Regions from separate parts of the Sus scrofa genome. Here region 2 is linked to region 1. The links are chromatin contacts, called in public HiChIP or PLAC-seq maps. All regions are on one chromosome and are shown on one strand. Each heading gives the region's core, a stretch centred on a gene start, on an enhancer-like site or on the middle of the called end of the contact. The rest is flanking DNA. Distances are from core to core; before and after follow the strand shown. Region 1 holds the start of GIMAP5 (a long non-coding RNA gene). Region 2 holds the start of GIMAP8 (GTPase IMAP family member 8).

Region 1 (4,718 bases), core at 1,132-3,631:
CAGTGCCGGCCAGAAGGTGGCCACCATGTCCCAGCTGCCCCCCCGCCCCCCCACCACACCCCACTCTGTCCCCTGCAGACCCCTGGGCCCGGTTGCCCCATCAGTCCCCTCCTGATGCCACCATCATCATGCTTCCTCCTGGCCAACCACCCAGCTCCCTCTTGTCAGAGCCATCTCATTAACATTCCTTTAAAATGTTATCAGAGACCAGGCTTGGCCAGGCGCGCCTCTCCCTGCACGTGGAGGCTGGCTGGACCAGTTTAGAGAGCAGCTCCTGCTGAAGGCTGGAAAGGAAGGTGATTCCTTCTCCCATCCTCGGGCAGCCCCACATCCCACACCATCTCCACCGGGCAGGGCCGGGAGGAGCAGGTGGGGACAGAAGAGGTAGAGGCACCCTTGGGAACATGGGAAAGGCGGCTAAAACGCATCTGAAGTGGGCTACAACCTGGGCAGGTTAGCTTGCTCTCATTTGCCAGAAGGATTCCTGACAGCCTCCCCCACTTTCCCAACTGGAGTGTGATGGAGTGGCTGGCAGGCCCACGCATTGTCACCAACAAGGTGCCGCCATGAGACCCTGTCACTGTCAAGAGGGGCGGGGCAGGATAATCCTCTAGGAATCACAGCCGTGTAACTCCATTCTGGTGAATGGGGGGGAAGGGGGGTAAAATCTTTTTTAAAATAATAAATTGTATTTCTCAGAAATAAAGCAAATGGAGTTCCCTGGTGGACCTAAAGGTTAAGGGCCTGGTGTCATCACTGCTGTGGCTCAGGTCACTGGCCCAGGAATTTCTGCATGCTGTGGGCGTGGCCAAAAAAAATAGGAAAGCAAATGTTTTGCCTGACTAGATCATCATGCGTCCTGTTCCTGAAATCTTTCTGCTCTCTTTAAAATTGCAACTTTCCCTGGAGTCATGAATGCAACAGACCTCCCGTCAAATTCAAATCACCAGGCCAACTTTTCAGCCGGCTCCACAAAGGGCATCGGATGGCTTCTGGGAGCAGATCGAGGGAGGAGGGTCAGGTCATCTTCTCTTGCCCCGAGACGTGTCAAAAACTCAATACTTACACCCAGACGCGGTGCAACAGCCACTGGCTGTATATGTGCAAAACTTTTGCACAAACACGAGAAATAAACAAGCCAGTCAGCACCAAAGGGCTGCTGTCTGAGCTCATTCTGTTCAAAAGTTTAGGTTCTAAAAAAGACAATATCAGCAATATTTTCTGCTTGCACTTATTCGGGGCTTTAGGCTCTAGAACTCCTGACCTTAATTATTTAGGAACAGTGACACTGAGGCTTAGAAAAATCATGTGCAAACTGACGCAGATTATTACCGAGGGAGCTGGGGTGAGTGGGAGAGGGGCGGCGGGGAGAGAGGAGCCAAGCCCTGTTACCTGGTCGGTCCTGGAAAAGTCTTGCAAGTCCCACGCGCAGTCTTGAAACTATCCTCCCTCCGCTCCTTGGCAGCCTCTCTCATTGGCTTCTAGTCTCTTCAAACAAACACAAGAGCAGTGAGAAGTGAAAAAAAAAGCGGGCCACACATGCTACCCACGAGAGAGAGAGAGGGACTGCGTTCTCCCGGGGCCGCAAAAGACCAGCGTGTGCTGTTCTTGCCAAGACAGCCTCAGAATGAGTCAAAAGCCCTCAGAGGGTGCCATCAGAGGAAGAGGAGTATTTTTTGGTTTTGGTCTGATTTCTTTTTAATAACAGCTCCATTTCCTTCTCCCCACCACAGCTCTGTAAAGCTTTTGTGCCATTTCCCTGTCTGAATCAGTCGGGAGACCCAGAGAAGCTGGTGAACATCAGGGGCACAGGTGCATCCCAAAGCAGGCATCCTCAGCCTTTCACTGGCCCCACCTGGACCAACACGCATCTCGCCCGGCCCACCGTTTACCTCTTCTGCACAAAGACAGCTTCGTGTATGTAATTCTAGAGACCTGCAGCCAAAGCTGAACTCAGGGCGGGCATCTTGCATGAGACTTTGTACGGCTCTGGCCGCCTCTTATTTCTCTGTCCATTGGCCTGTCCTCAGGTCGCCCTTGCTTGGACGTGAGGGGAAAATAAAGTTGGGTAGGTTTCTGCACCTAGGTGAACTTGCACGGCCGCAGAACCCAAGGACACATCCGCCCCTACCCAGGGTGCGATGTGGGCAAAATGCTGAGCACTTGCAGGAAGGGTGTGCTCTGGTTTCCTCCTACCGCCCTAGTTAACCTCATCCTTGCAAAGGCCCTGCTGGGGGCCCTGGGTCGTGGGGGCTGAGCGCCCCTCTGGAGCCATGCTGAGGGTCAAGGGGGCAGAGCTTGAGCCACTACTTGCATCTTTGGGTTCAGATGAACTCTAGAAAAGCAACTCTAAGTAGGAAATGGAAACGCAGGTAACTCTTGATTCTTGCTTGGTTTGGAGGGGAGAGCGTTTATACTGCAGAAAACAGCCACACTTCACATCGCAATGAAAGCCGCTCTTGACTTACCAAAATATTCTCCCCTATTAATACTGTAATTTTCACACTTCAAATAATAATACTTTTTACACTGATTGAACTGGATAAATGCCCTCCTGCTGTAGAGGACAGAAAGGCATACTTTTTTTTTCTTTTTTTTGTCTTTTTGCCTTTTCTAGGGCCACTCCCACAGCATATGGAGGTTCCCAGGCTAGGGGTCTAATCGGAGCTGTAGCTACCGGCCTACGCCACAGCCACAGCAACACCAGATCTGAGCCACTTCTGCAACCTACACCATAGCTCACGGCAAGCCAGATCCTTAGCCCACTGAGCAAGGCCAGGGATCAAACCCGCAACCTCATGGTTCCTAATGGGATTCGTTAACCACTAAGCCACGAGGGGAATTCCCAGAAAGGCATACTTTTAACATACAGAAGATATTGTTTTTTCTCTGCCAGCTAGAAATGCCTCTAAGGTTGCATTTTTGCGGCTGGGGTGGGGGGACGGTTAAATATCGACTCCTTCAAAATAAAAATAATTATCTTTGCCAGATATTTATCCACCCTAAAATCATGAATAGCTTCATGCCTGAAGCCAATTTATCCAGTCATCTCAGTACATATTTTGTAAATATTGGATACACAAGAAAGGGACATTGCTCAAAGGTAGCAAAACATTCATGGTTAAGGTAAACCATTGAGTCATCCACCTCACCAGCCTGGCAAGGCTACTACTCACGTGCCCACAACATAGAGCTATGCATGTTGATCAGCTACTTTCTGCGCATTAGGAAAAACGCGAATTAATCACTGAAGAAAAGCTTTAGGCATTTCCTTAACCACTACATAGGCTGAAATGGGATAACCTTCTACTGGGAACAGTTATACCCTTTTTCCTCTAAACAGCCTGTACATATACTAAGCTGATTATTCTGTTAAATTAGGTGCATCTTTTTTTTCTTTCTGGGGCTGCACCTGCAGCATATGGAAGTTCCCAGGCTAGGGGTCCAGTCAGAGCTGCAGCTGCCGGCCTACACCACAGCCGCAGCAATGCCAGATCTGAGCTGGCTCTGTGACCCACACCATGGCTGATGGCAACTCCAGATGCTTAACCCAGTGAGCGAGGCCAGGGACCGAACCTGCCTCCTCATGGACACTATGTCCAGTTCTTAACCCACTGAGCCACAAGGGGAACTCCTGCATTTTTCTTATTAATTCAAAAAGGGCCTGTATTTATGACTCAAGAAAGCAAAACATTACCTCCTCAGCACAACACCAGTTAACACTTCTTTTCTGCCCCTTTCCATGTTTAGAGTTTAGTGGCTATTCAGGATTCCTCTTTTCCCTTCACAGCTAACTTGTGGAATTCCAGGGATGGCTCTTCAAACCACAGGTACTTCTAATTGCTGATGAAAGAAATGCCCAAAATAAAGAAGGAGGGAAATTGTTCCTTTGCCCATGCAGCTGCAGTGAAGAACAGCAAATATTATTCCTACAGAGGAGCCTGCGAGATAGCCAGTCCTCAAAAATTCTACCTCCGCGGAGTTCCCGTCATGGATCAGTGGTAACAAACCCGACTAGTATCCATGAGGATGCGGGTTCCATCCCTGGCCTCGTTCAGTGGGTTAAGGATCCAGCATGGCCGTGAGCTGTGGTGTAAGTCGCAGACCTGGCTCGGATCCAGCATTGCTGCAGCAGTGGTATAGGCTGGCAGCTGCAGCTCTGATTCGACCCCTAGCCTGGAAATTTCCATGTGTCACCTGTGCAGCCCTAAAGAGACCAAAAAAAAAAAAAAAAAAACCCTGTACCTCCACCCTGTGAAAATAACCATTCGTCTCTCGAATTTTGTAGAATTATGGTTGTCTAATAATGCGTTTCCCTCCTGTGAGACATAAATTAAAATTGAATCATTCCTAACAGGTCTAAATACTTATGTTTTGGACAAATCCGAAAGAGATCACTGATACTTCCTTCTGCCATGGGTATGCAGGTAATAAAAACAAAGCAAAATAAAATATTCAAAATATTGTGTGAGAATTGTGTCTCATTTAAGTTCACAATATGCTCAGTAAAATATAATTGTCAACTGTCTTGCAAATACCACCCCCTGCTGTTCATCTTTTAATTCAGCTGAAGAGATTAAACAGTTAAAGTTTTAGTTAAGCTTTTTGCTCAGTCCGGAAATCTTAACAAATGTTTTCTTTATGGCTTCTATCATTCTCAGAAAGCCCTCCATTTTCATCCTTTTATTTAAAAACATACTCTTCAGGTACACACAAAA
Region 2 (4,718 bases), core at 672-3,171, 130 kb before region 1:
TCGAACCTGTGCCACAGCAGTGACCTGAGCCGCAGCAGTGACAACGCCGGATTCTTAACCCACCTCACCACAAGAGAACTCCAGCACATTATTTCTTAATAGTAAATATGTAACAAACAAGGACTCTGAATTCCATCAGGAAGCTGTCAAAATGGACAAATTTAGTTACACGACACTTTTACTGCCATCTGCCAAAAACTGTAGTAAACACACATGTCCTATCTTTGAAATAAAACAACATATATATTTTTTTCCCAAAATAAGAAATGTCAACGCTGTGAGTAGCACTCCCTTTGATGTGGCAACTCGAACGCTTGCCATAGCAACCCTGAGGGAGTCTTTCTTAGTTTTGTGCTCTTTCTATCTCCTAAATGTATCATGAATTGTTCCTTCTTCCACTCCATTTTCACAGTCACTATTTTAGTTCATGGCCTCATTTCTAGCTTGGACTATGGCAGTAGCCTTTAACTGGTCCCCAGCCTGATCCCCTTTCCCCCACATGCCCAGACTGCTGTCATCACCCTGGATGCTCGTGGCATTTGCCATTGTCCCTCTGCATTTCTATATGCCTCTCAAGACTGCAGGTAGGCTTCAGCTCCCCAGCGTAGCTTCTTCCTCCACTGTGCCTGCTAAGCTCCTCCAGTACCGTCAGAACCTGCCGCAGTAAACAGCTGGTTTCTGGGCTTGTTGATAAGTTTGCTTCCCACTTGGTTGTTTCTCCACTTTGCAGGGTTGACAGGCTTCCTCTTTGCTCACCTGAACCCATCTCTATGGCAGTGCATGTACACTTCCACATCTGTAGGTTTAGTCTCTTTTCCTGTCTTTTCGATTGAGCTCCTTAAGTCAGGGATGTGTCTGGAGTCCTTGGTCCTCTGTGTCTGGTTCTGGGAGTTTCCTCCTTACCTGCAGAACTTGCGCCTTCCTGGCTTATTCCATTTCTGGAAATCCAGCCCCTCTCCTTCCCACCCCCTGTGAGAATCTGGGAAGGAGAGGTGAGGAGGGGTGTTTTACTGGCAGAAACCCTGCAGCCAGCCCCCAGGGGAGTGGTTTTGCTGTCCTTGTCATTACCCACAGAGCCACTAGGGGGCAGGGAAGCCCCATCCTTCCCTAGATCAGGGCCCAACCAGAATCTGTGGCAGTCCCCACAGAGTCAATTCTCCAAAAGCTGATGGATTTTTTTTTTTTTTTTTTTTTTTTTTTACACAAACGGTTGACTCAGCAAATAGTCAACTTGCTAAATCATTTGAAGCTCTGGATTTCCTGAGTGCTCCCCAAAGCTTCACCTATCTTCTAAGAAGGAGCAAGTATTTCTTGAAGCCAGTTTACTATCTCCTCTGTTTTGGGAGAAATGACATCCCACTGGGCCTGTGACCCTGCCCTGAACTGACCTCCACTTCTGAGAGTGACACAAGCGGGGATGGTTGACTGACTGAGTGGCAGGATTTTGTCTGGTTTTTGTTGTGTTGTTTTTTTTCTTTTCTTTTCTTTTTTTCTCTTTTTTTGTCTTTTTTCTTTTCTTTTCTTAGGGTTGCACCCGCAGCATACGGAAGTTCCCAGGCTAGGGGTTGAATGGAAGCTACAGCTGCCAGTCTACACCACAGCCACAGCAATGCTGGATCATGATCCCACTGAGCAAGGCCAGGGACTGAATTCACATCCTCATGTCTAGTCGTTATCGCTGAGCCACATCGGGAACTCACGCTTGTTTCAATGAGTTAATTTTACATGAACTGACCTAGTGCCCTGTAGAGGATGGGGATTCTTCCTGACCCCGGGTCCTCATTACAAAGGGGGTAAGTGGGGCGGGGGATAGGACAACCTTTGTCCCTTTCCCCTCCAAGTCTGGCTGTGTCACCCTAGCCCTTGAAGACCAGCCCATTGGTTGGGGGTGGGGGGACCACACAGGACGGAGCAGCCCCTCAAAGCCCAGGTGGGGGCCCCCACAGCTCCTCCTTCCCCAGGAGGTGGGGGTGGATGTCTCTGGAAGCTCAGCCCCACCTCAGACATTTCAAAGACCCAGCCTGTGGAAGACATAAATAAGCAGAAAAAGCCAGCCTTGAAAGGGCAAACGCGGTCTAAAGTACCTCAAGTCATCAAAATCCTAGAAACAGAGAGTAGCGGATGGTTACCAGGGGCTGGGGAGGAGGACTCTTATTGACGGGGTCCAGCGCTTCAGGCTACGGGATGGAAAATTCTGGAGCTTTTTGCACCATGTGACTCTACCTGCCACTGCTGAGCTGTGCACCTAAAAATGGCTAATATGGCAAATTCAATGTTAAGCGTTGTAACCACTGGAAAATAAAATAAGGTCTTGGTGTTTAACTTCCTCCTGAAACAGAAAGCTTTTAAAGGCTTATGGCTCCCCCAAAGGGTTTCGTTTTATGAACCCTTCGAAAGCATCAAAGTTCAAGTATTTCAAATGCGCAATTGCCCTGGGAAGGAAATCTTTAGCCTGGGAAGCAGCGCTGGTCCGAGGCCCCACGGGGTGACTCCGGAGGGGGATTTCAGCGAGGGCCCCCCCAAGGCGGTGAGGAGCTGTTCGCAGAAGCTCTACAGCTGCTTCTGCTTCGGGCAGTGGGGGCGAGGAGGTAAACAAAGCCCTCCTGTTTTCACTCCCAACTTGGGAAAGGACCGGGCTGAGAGGTGGAGGCGAGGACCCGCAGGAGAAGAAGCACCTGCTGCGGGCGCTCCCCCTCCCGCCGCTGGAGCCTTGAGAGGCCCCAGACTGTTCTCAGAGCAAGAAGCAACCTGCAGGTCCTCTCGTGTGCTCGGCACAGGCACAGAGATCCTTCTCGAGGGACCCTCCCCAGGCTCGGCCAGGGCGCTGCCCGGTCCCCTGAGCCCCAGCGGAGCCTCTGCGCCACCTCTCACCAGCCTTTCTCCGCCGCCCGCCCGCGGGGTAGGTGGGGGCGGTCCCGCCCTGACCCCGACCGCCCTCACCCTGACGTTCTCACCCTGCGATCTTGGCATCAGTTCTCAACTTCCCCCTCCGACTGCAGTGCAAATCTGGTTCTCTTCCTCCTCAGAAACACTCAGGAAGACCCTGACCCGGCGAGGCTGGTCCCGCCCTGCTCTCCTCTCCCCTGCCGTCTCCTCCAGCCTCTTTGCGGCGCCCGTGGGCCTGAGGGGCTCCAGCAGCTGCTGCCGCCCAGCCGAGCGATGGAGAGATGGACGCGGGCGGAACGAAGAGGTCCTGAAATTGGGACGGGCCCGGGAACAGGACCGAGGTACGTGTGTGCGCGGTGGCGGGTTCTGTGCCTACACGCGTGGGCAGGAGGCTGGGAAAGGCAGACACCCAGGGCGCGGAGACAGCCACCTGGAGGGCTTGATTTCAGGGGTGTCCCTCCTTCTCCAGCGCCGGTCTCCCCAGCGGGGGGCTGAGGGGCGGGGACAGAGGTCACATCCCTGGGGAGTTGCACCTGCCTTTCTAGGAAGAAGCGAGTCTGGGAGGGGTTGCCCTCCCCCCCAGGGTTGAGATGAAGGCCCGAAAAAAAAAGGAGGGGGCGGGTCCACTCCCCAGGTATCCCCGGACTCCTGGGCTGTGACACTGGGCGCCCCCCCCCCCCGCCCCCAGCCCAGGGAAGTCAGCGCGGGGGGGGGGGGGCAGTTTCTTATGCTGTACAGTAGGACCTTGTTGTCCATGCATTGCAGATGTAATAGTTTGCGTCCATCAATCCTTAATTCCTAGTCCTTCCCACTCCCCCCACCCTAACCCCAGCAACCAGATGTCTGTTCTCCATGTCTGTGAATCTGTTTCTGTTTTGTAGATAGGTTCATTTGTGCCATATTTTAGATTCCACATATAAGTGATATCATATAGTATTTGTCCGTCTCTTTCTGACTTACTTCACTTAGTATGAAAATCTCTAGTTGCATCCACGTTGCTATGAGTGGCATTGTTTCATTCTTTTTGATGGCTGAGTAGTATTCCATTGTGTATAGGTACCAGGTCATCTTAATCCATTCATCTGTCATGGACATTTGTTTCCCTGTCTTGGCTGTTGTGAATAGCGCTGCAGTGAACATGGGGGTGCATGTCTCTCTTTTTTTTTTTTTTCTTTTTTGGCCACTCCTGAAGCATATGGAAGTTCCTGTACCAGGGATCAAACCCACGCCAGAGCAGTGAACCAAGCCACTGCAGTGACTACGCTGGATCTTTAACCCACTGAGCCACTAGGAAACTCCCACTTTGCTGTCCTAGCTTGATGATGCATATTGACTTTTTTTTTCTTACTTTTTACCTCATCGCCCTGTGATATCAGCTGCCATTCCAGCAGTCACACTGAAATGTCATGCATGAAGAAGAGGGAAGGGTGATGTAAGGAGCTCTCAATTTGAGTCTGTCCCTACCATGGGGAAATCAATAGCATTCTCAGAAGGCCCAAGCAAGCATTCCCTAAATTATCATCAGGGAGAACTGGCTCACAAGGACACCCTTCTTTGGAAGGGAAGCTGGGAGAGCACGTAATTGGTTTTCTTTTGTTGTGGTTACAAATCGCCACAACCTTAGTTACTAAGAATTCACAGACTCTTTTTTTTTTTTTTTTTTTTTTCTGCTTTTTAGGCCCGCACCTGCAGCATATGAAGGTTCCCCGGCTAGGGGTCAAATCAGAGCTGTAGCCACCAGCCTACGCCACAGCAACGCCAGATCCGAGCCTCATCTGTGACCTACACCACAGTTCATGGCAACGCCGGATCCTTAACCCACTGAGCGAGGC

Evidence for each region. HiChIP or PLAC-seq counts read pairs in DNA pulled down with a chosen protein or histone mark.
Region 2: an H3K27ac HiChIP or PLAC-seq map of alveolar macrophages shows a contact between it and region 1. The contact joins the promoter of GIMAP8 here to the promoter of GIMAP5 in region 1. A contact is called at or near these places in 2 of 5 promoter capture datasets (fetal skeletal muscle and liver), 18 of 47 Hi-C or Micro-C datasets (alveolar macrophages, blood, brain and 11 more) and 1 of 2 datasets of contacts at active chromatin or transcription factors (alveolar macrophages).

Annotation. Positions count from the first base shown.
Region 1 is chr18:6,361,106-6,365,823 of Sscrofa11.1, reverse strand. GIMAP5 (a long non-coding RNA gene) reads right to left here and starts at 2,381. Exons shown (of 6, transcript XR_002340496.1): 1 at 1,893-2,381; 2 at 1,393-1,488.
Region 2 is chr18:6,492,600-6,497,317 of Sscrofa11.1, reverse strand. It overlaps GIMAP8 (GTPase IMAP family member 8), which reads left to right and starts at 1,921. Exons shown (of 6, transcript XM_021078920.1): 1 at 1,921-2,527; 2 at 3,027-3,227. The coding sequence starts at 3,160.